Linked DNA regions of Mus musculus: region 2 is linked to region 1. Evidence: chromatin contacts called from public Micro-C data. All regions are on one chromosome and are shown on one strand. Each heading gives the region's core, a stretch centred on a gene start, on an enhancer-like site or on the middle of the called end of the contact. The rest is flanking DNA. Distances are from core to core; before and after follow the strand shown.

Region 1 (2,700 bases), core at 185-2,684:
GGGGGCCAGTCGGCCACCTAGGGAGATCTTCAGCTTCAAGAGAAGGTAACTGGGAGCCCCCACAGGCTTTCTGCTGCTCTCTGTTCCCCTGTGAGCAGCCAGCTAGCAATTCTGCGACCCCTCAGAATCTCCAAGTCACCTTGGGCCTCAGCAATAGCAGGTGAACGGATGGACTGTAGATTTTAGGGCACTGTTGGAGTATTCTAAATTATCACCAGCATGATTGCTGCTCTCAATTTGACACCAGCAAGACTTGTCAACTCCGTAAGTAGTTAAGGAGGTCCCTGGAAATTGTATTTCACAGAAACCTTTCACCTGATCAAAAATGGGATCAATTAAATAATATCCAAGGACTTCTCTATGCCCTGTGAGGTCAGACACTTCCTATGCCAGAAAACATGAGGACTCTCTTAATGACTATCAGAGAATTCCATGTTGTCCTGACAGCACCGGTCACAAGCTACAATCTCTTAGACTTAGACCCAGGTTGGGGTCTTAGATCTTTATCTGTGCCATTTGCAAGGAGGCTCTGTTTGCCCTCTCAGAAAAATAAGAGATTTCAGGCATCCATGGGCCTGCTCAGCACAGAGTTTCTTCAAGACAGGCAAGCCACACACTGTGCCCTAAAGCCCAACATAGTACAAACTTGACAGACATTTTTCTTTCCTTTTTAATGATTTTTTTCCACTTTAAAACCATGACCTTTTCTACTTCAAAAACTATTTACATTTCTGTGTAATTTCAAGCAAAGAGCATAAACTTACATATAAATAAATAATTCTAGACTAGTAGCCGTTCATCCTGTGGATTGCTTCAGGCTTACTTACGTGACATGAAAACACAGTTTACCTTCCAGATAAGGGGAATTCTCAAGTCCTCCACATACTTACAGATCATTTATTAACTTAAGTCTTGGTACATGTAAAATTCAAAAAGGTTTTCTGTTAATTTCTTTTAAGCTTTTGTGAGACTCTTACACCTGTTACCACACAGAGACATAACCTCTAAATGATTTTTACAAAGATAAGAACATGAATCGCAAGAGGAAAAGAAAGGAAATACAGAGCTGAGGGCCAGACGTATTAAAATCCCTTACCAACAAACTATCTCATCAGATATAAATAATGCTTTTGGGGGAGCCCAGCATACAGTGTTCTCCCTGTCTCTTATGAGTCCAAGATTTTTCTTCTTTGTATTTTTTAGCCTGAAACTTACCTTTAAACAAATAAAAATATCTGTGTGCAACTTTCATTCTTTTTCACTAGACTCTAGATCTTCTGAATAGGGCTGTCGTTAACGGTAGCCACACGTAATAAAAACTGCACACACACCAACATAAGAAATGTATGATTCTTACCTTCTAACGATGACAGCTGCTGCTCAGCCTCCAGATACAGCTGCGAGAAAATGGGCCGGGGCACCAGGGTGTTGGAGCGTAAGGAAGCCTCGATGGAGTTGTGGAGGACCTCTTCAAACCGTGTGCTCTTTAGCTGGCCAGCATAGGAATTGCCCATCTCCGGAGCACAAAGAAGACAGAGTCTTCTGGTTAAAATGACATTTCAGTTCTGCCTAGAAGGGCTGACTCCTCACAAAGCCCGACAAAGAGGCAAGCAGCAGCAGCAGCAGCAGCAGCAGCAGCAGCAGCAGCAGCAGCAGCAGCAAGAGGGGACGGGTTGCAGCCTCTGCTCAGCACCAGACAGGAGAGGGCGGCTCTCCACAGCTCCTGCCAGGCAATTACAGGAAGTTATATAAGTAACAACCCCCACTGAGTCCACACTCAGAGAGCCCACTGCCTCTTAGCGTATCCCACAAAGAAGAGTTTAGGCTTTCCTGATTTCCCCCAGAGATAGGATCCTGCCTCCAAGGGTCCCCAGGCAAATGAGATTAACTTTTGCCAGAAATGGCTACTCATATCTGTGATAACGTGAGAGCATGAGCCCAGGTTTTAGGATTACAGGAGACATGCATGTGCACACACACACACACACACACACACACACACAAACACACACACACACACACACACACACACACACCCCTAAAGGCAGGATCAGCAGACTCTATCTCTGCTGTTTCTGGTAAAAGGCTGGCTGTTAAAATTCTCCCTTTAAAGTCCAAAGGGTTTTCAACCTGTGGGTCACAACCCCTATGGGGTCCAAACCCTATAGGTTGCCTAAGACCATCAGAAAAAAAAACTGCACATTTACATTACAACTCATAAGAGTAGCAAAATTACAGTTACAAAATAGCACTGGAGCTAATTTTATGGTTGTGGATCATCACAATATGAGGAGCTGTATTAAAGGGTCTCGGCACTGGGACGGTTGAGAACCACTGATATGACTGTATGTTAGCTTATTGAACATCTTTATCATAAGGAGTAATGCAGAACAATCCCAGAACCTCTGAAAAGAAGAGGAAACCACTGATACTTCCAGCCCCCCAAGACAATCGGCCTTGCTTTATCTGTGGTAACTTCAAACTAACTCACACACCAAAGTAGACAACTCATTGGTTTGTACTGTACTCTCCATGTTGTGCAACTGTGACATGACCAGTCTGGATGTCCATCATCCCCAGAAAGAAGTGTCAGAGCTGTCACCCCCCAGCCCTGCAACAAGCTTGCTCTCTGTCACTGCAGATTTTCCTTGGTCTGTCTACTGCACGTATGGAAGCATTGGCCAGGAAGCCTTCTGCCAA
Region 2 (2,745 bases), core at 100-2,599, 61 kb after region 1:
TGGAATGCCAATTTCAAACCAAAATGACTTCTAACTCCGTGAAGAATACTCTTATCAGAATGAGGAAGAACGGATATCCCGAAGCAAATGTTGCGGGATAACCAAAAGTCACAGATCCTACTGTAAACTTTAAATGAGCCAAAGTTCAGCGTGGGAGGTTGGGGGGGGGCGTAAAGAAACTAAGAAAACCGAGATGGACTCTAAATTAAAACTCCCAGCAACATCAGCCCACCAAGCAATGCAAACTCAGACCTGCACACGTCTTTTTGAGACTAAGTTCAGAATCATCTTGTGTGACGCCCATTGTTAAAGGCAAAAGATTGTCCTTGATGGGACTAAATGGGTGTTTATTTGGTTAAATTTACACATTCATGGTTTTAAAGGGCTAATAAAACAGCATTTCAAGCCCTGGGGCAACACTTGACTCTATAATAAAAGTTGATTCAAGAAAAACTTCAGTCTATAAAATAGGTAATTTCTTTTGGTTGCTCCTCAGGACCAAGGATTAAATGAGGTTTGACAGCAAATGGCCCAGTGTCTCTCTGCATGGAGTGTCTCCTGGCCTTCCTCCACAACCCTAACCCTGATCACTGGTGGGCTGGCGGACGCGTGTGTGTGTGTGTGTGTGTGTGTGTGTGTGTGTGTGCGCGCGCACACACACACACACACACACACACACACACACTTTCTTGGACTTCAGCCAGTAGCCTTTGTTTGTGGCTCCCAACGGAGATCCAATAACCAAACTCAACCAATGATCACCACAGCCACCAGCCTTTCACAGGCTGGCCACTCTGGGAAGAAGTCCCATTTCTCCCTTGTCCCACGTGCTGCAGAAGACGCGGCTGCCACCACCCCCGGGGGGCAGCGGGCGGCAAACAGCCTCCCCAAAACGGAGCCGCGGTGTACACAACCTGGAGCAGTGCTGTCTTTTTCCTAAAGTTCTTACCTACGCAGCCGAAGCCTTCACCATGTGCCAGGAGCGCTCTGGCTCGTTCTGGCTGTGGCTCTAGATGGCTCTCTCACTCACTCACACACACGCGCACACACTGACATGGACACCTCCCACACCCCTTGGCGCAAGACCCCCAGCCCTGCGGCCACCCTCACCTCGCGCCCTTTGTCCTCATCCGGCGTCCTCGGAGCCCGCGCTACCGGAGCCGGCGCTGCGCAAAGCCCGGAGCCGCGGAGCCTGAGAGTCCGCCCGTCCGGGTCTTGCGGGCCACCGTGATTGGGGGGCGGGGGGGGGGGGCGGCAAGGGGAGACCTGAGCTGGGACTGCTGCTCCGGCTCCGGCTCCGTCCAGGTGTAGGCACAGGAGATTGGCTTGCCCCGTCCCGTCCCCGCTGCAGGCACCCACCGCCTCGCTGGGTTCTCACGGGGTTCCCGGTTTGGGAGGGGTCCGCGCGGAAGTCGGAAGCCTCCGGGGACAGAGGTCATTTGTTGCTTGGCCACAAATGCCCGAAGAGGAGGTGGGGTTGGGAGGACGAACCAGTGAGCAAGACCCCCCCCCCCTCCCAGATGTCTCCACCCGGCGCAGGGCGTGTCTGTGGACCGCAGGACAATACCCCTGCAGTTCAAGCCGACAGAGGTAGGGGACTTAGGCCCCCAACAGTGGAGATTGATGAACGCCCTACAATAAGGAAGTTGCCTAACATCAGCAGAGGAAGAGCCTGGAACCCCTAATACTAGCGGGTGGAGCCAGAACTTTCCCTGATGCGAGAGTGGGTCAGAAGGATGAGCACTGGAGGGAAGGAGCAAACCTGCACTTGCCGGTGCAAACCTTTCTGGCCCCTGTAACACAGAGGTGGCTGCGAGCAGCCAGCAGAGAAAGTGGGGGAAATTGAGGGAGCCAGACCACAGAAGGAACCCATGGTCATCAAAGCTTCCTCCTCCTCCTCCTCCTCCTCCTCCTCCTTCTTCCTCCTCCTCCTCCTCCTCCTCCTCCTCCTGCTCCTCCCTCTTCTGGAAATCCCTGTGTGTTTAGAACTTGCCAGAGACATCCCGAGCACCTTGTACCCTCCTGCCATTCAAGAACCCCAGCCATGCTAGCGAGATGCTAAGTGGGTACAGGAGCTTGCAGCCAAAAACTGAACCCCTGTGTTGGATCCTAGTTACTCACTTGAGGAAAGGTAAGAAGCAACTGCTGCAAGCTGTCCTCTGTTCCCCAAACTGCAACACACATCGAATAATAATAACAACAACAACAACAGCAGAGCGCTTGAGCCAGCCTCACAGCCAAAGGTCCTAGAAAAACAGGGAGCCTGTCTGACTAGGAGCAGGAGACAATAGGAGAATAAGCATCAATCTCCCACAAAATGGGCAGGTTGAGGAATGCTCTCCTATCCCCACTTTCCTAATGGCAGGGGCATCAACTTCCTATTCTAATTAGGAACTATTCCAAGCACAGTCGAGACTAGGAACAGTTAACATGATGAGCCCCGTGCCTAAGACCTAGCCAAGCCTAACTGACTGCAGATGTTTGTGTAATGAAATTATTCAAGAAGTAGTCCTGTCGATAGACTGATTGCCTAGGATGGGGTGAGTTCCCCAGCCATACATAAATATAAGTCAAGCTTGGTGGCCCATGCCTGTAAAGTCAGCTCTCCAGGAAATGAGACCTGGAGGATCAGAAGTCACTGTTGGCTACATCAAATTTGAGGCTAGCCTGTGCTAAGTAAAACAACAGCTCAAGAAAACAAAACAAACAACAAAAACCCCATACAGTTGGAGTCCTCAGCCAGCC

What was found. Hi-C and Micro-C count contacts between places; a contact is called where the count stands out from the background.
Region 2: a contact with region 1 is called in a Micro-C map of granulosa cells, with 3 times the contacts expected there. The contact joins the promoter of Greb1 here to the enhancer-like site in region 1. A contact is called at or near these places in 24 of 39 promoter capture datasets (the 3T3-L1 cell line, 3T3-L1-derived adipocytes, the C10 cell line and 15 more), 2 of 15 datasets of contacts at CTCF or cohesin (the NIH/3T3 cell line and pro-B cells), 95 of 484 Hi-C or Micro-C datasets (the 3T3-L1 cell line, 3T3-L1-derived adipocytes, the 4T1 cell line and 59 more), 17 of 115 datasets of contacts at active chromatin or transcription factors (the NIH/3T3 cell line, the SCID.adh cell line, T-cell acute lymphoblastic leukemia and 10 more) and 4 of 9 other capture datasets (adipose tissue, embryonic stem cells, liver and 1 more).

What each region holds. Positions count from the first base shown.
Region 1 is chr12:16,738,532-16,741,231 of GRCm38.p6, forward strand. It overlaps Greb1 (gene regulated by estrogen in breast cancer protein), which reads right to left. Exons shown (of 35, transcript NM_015764.4): 4 at 1,358-1,723. The coding sequence starts at 1,514. Among named protein-coding and RNA genes, the nearest start is that of Greb1, 61 kb to the right of the region's middle. Within about 2 kb of position 1,435, at least 14 of the 459 cell types and tissues checked have an H3K27ac peak or open chromatin away from gene starts, as enhancers often do. A contact at or near this core is called in the SCID.adh cell line, T-cell acute lymphoblastic leukemia, ganglionic eminence and 1 more, where this site is marked.
Region 2 is chr12:16,799,537-16,802,281 of GRCm38.p6, forward strand. Greb1 (gene regulated by estrogen in breast cancer protein) reads right to left here and starts at 1,350. Exons shown (of 35, transcript NM_015764.4): 1 at 1,111-1,350.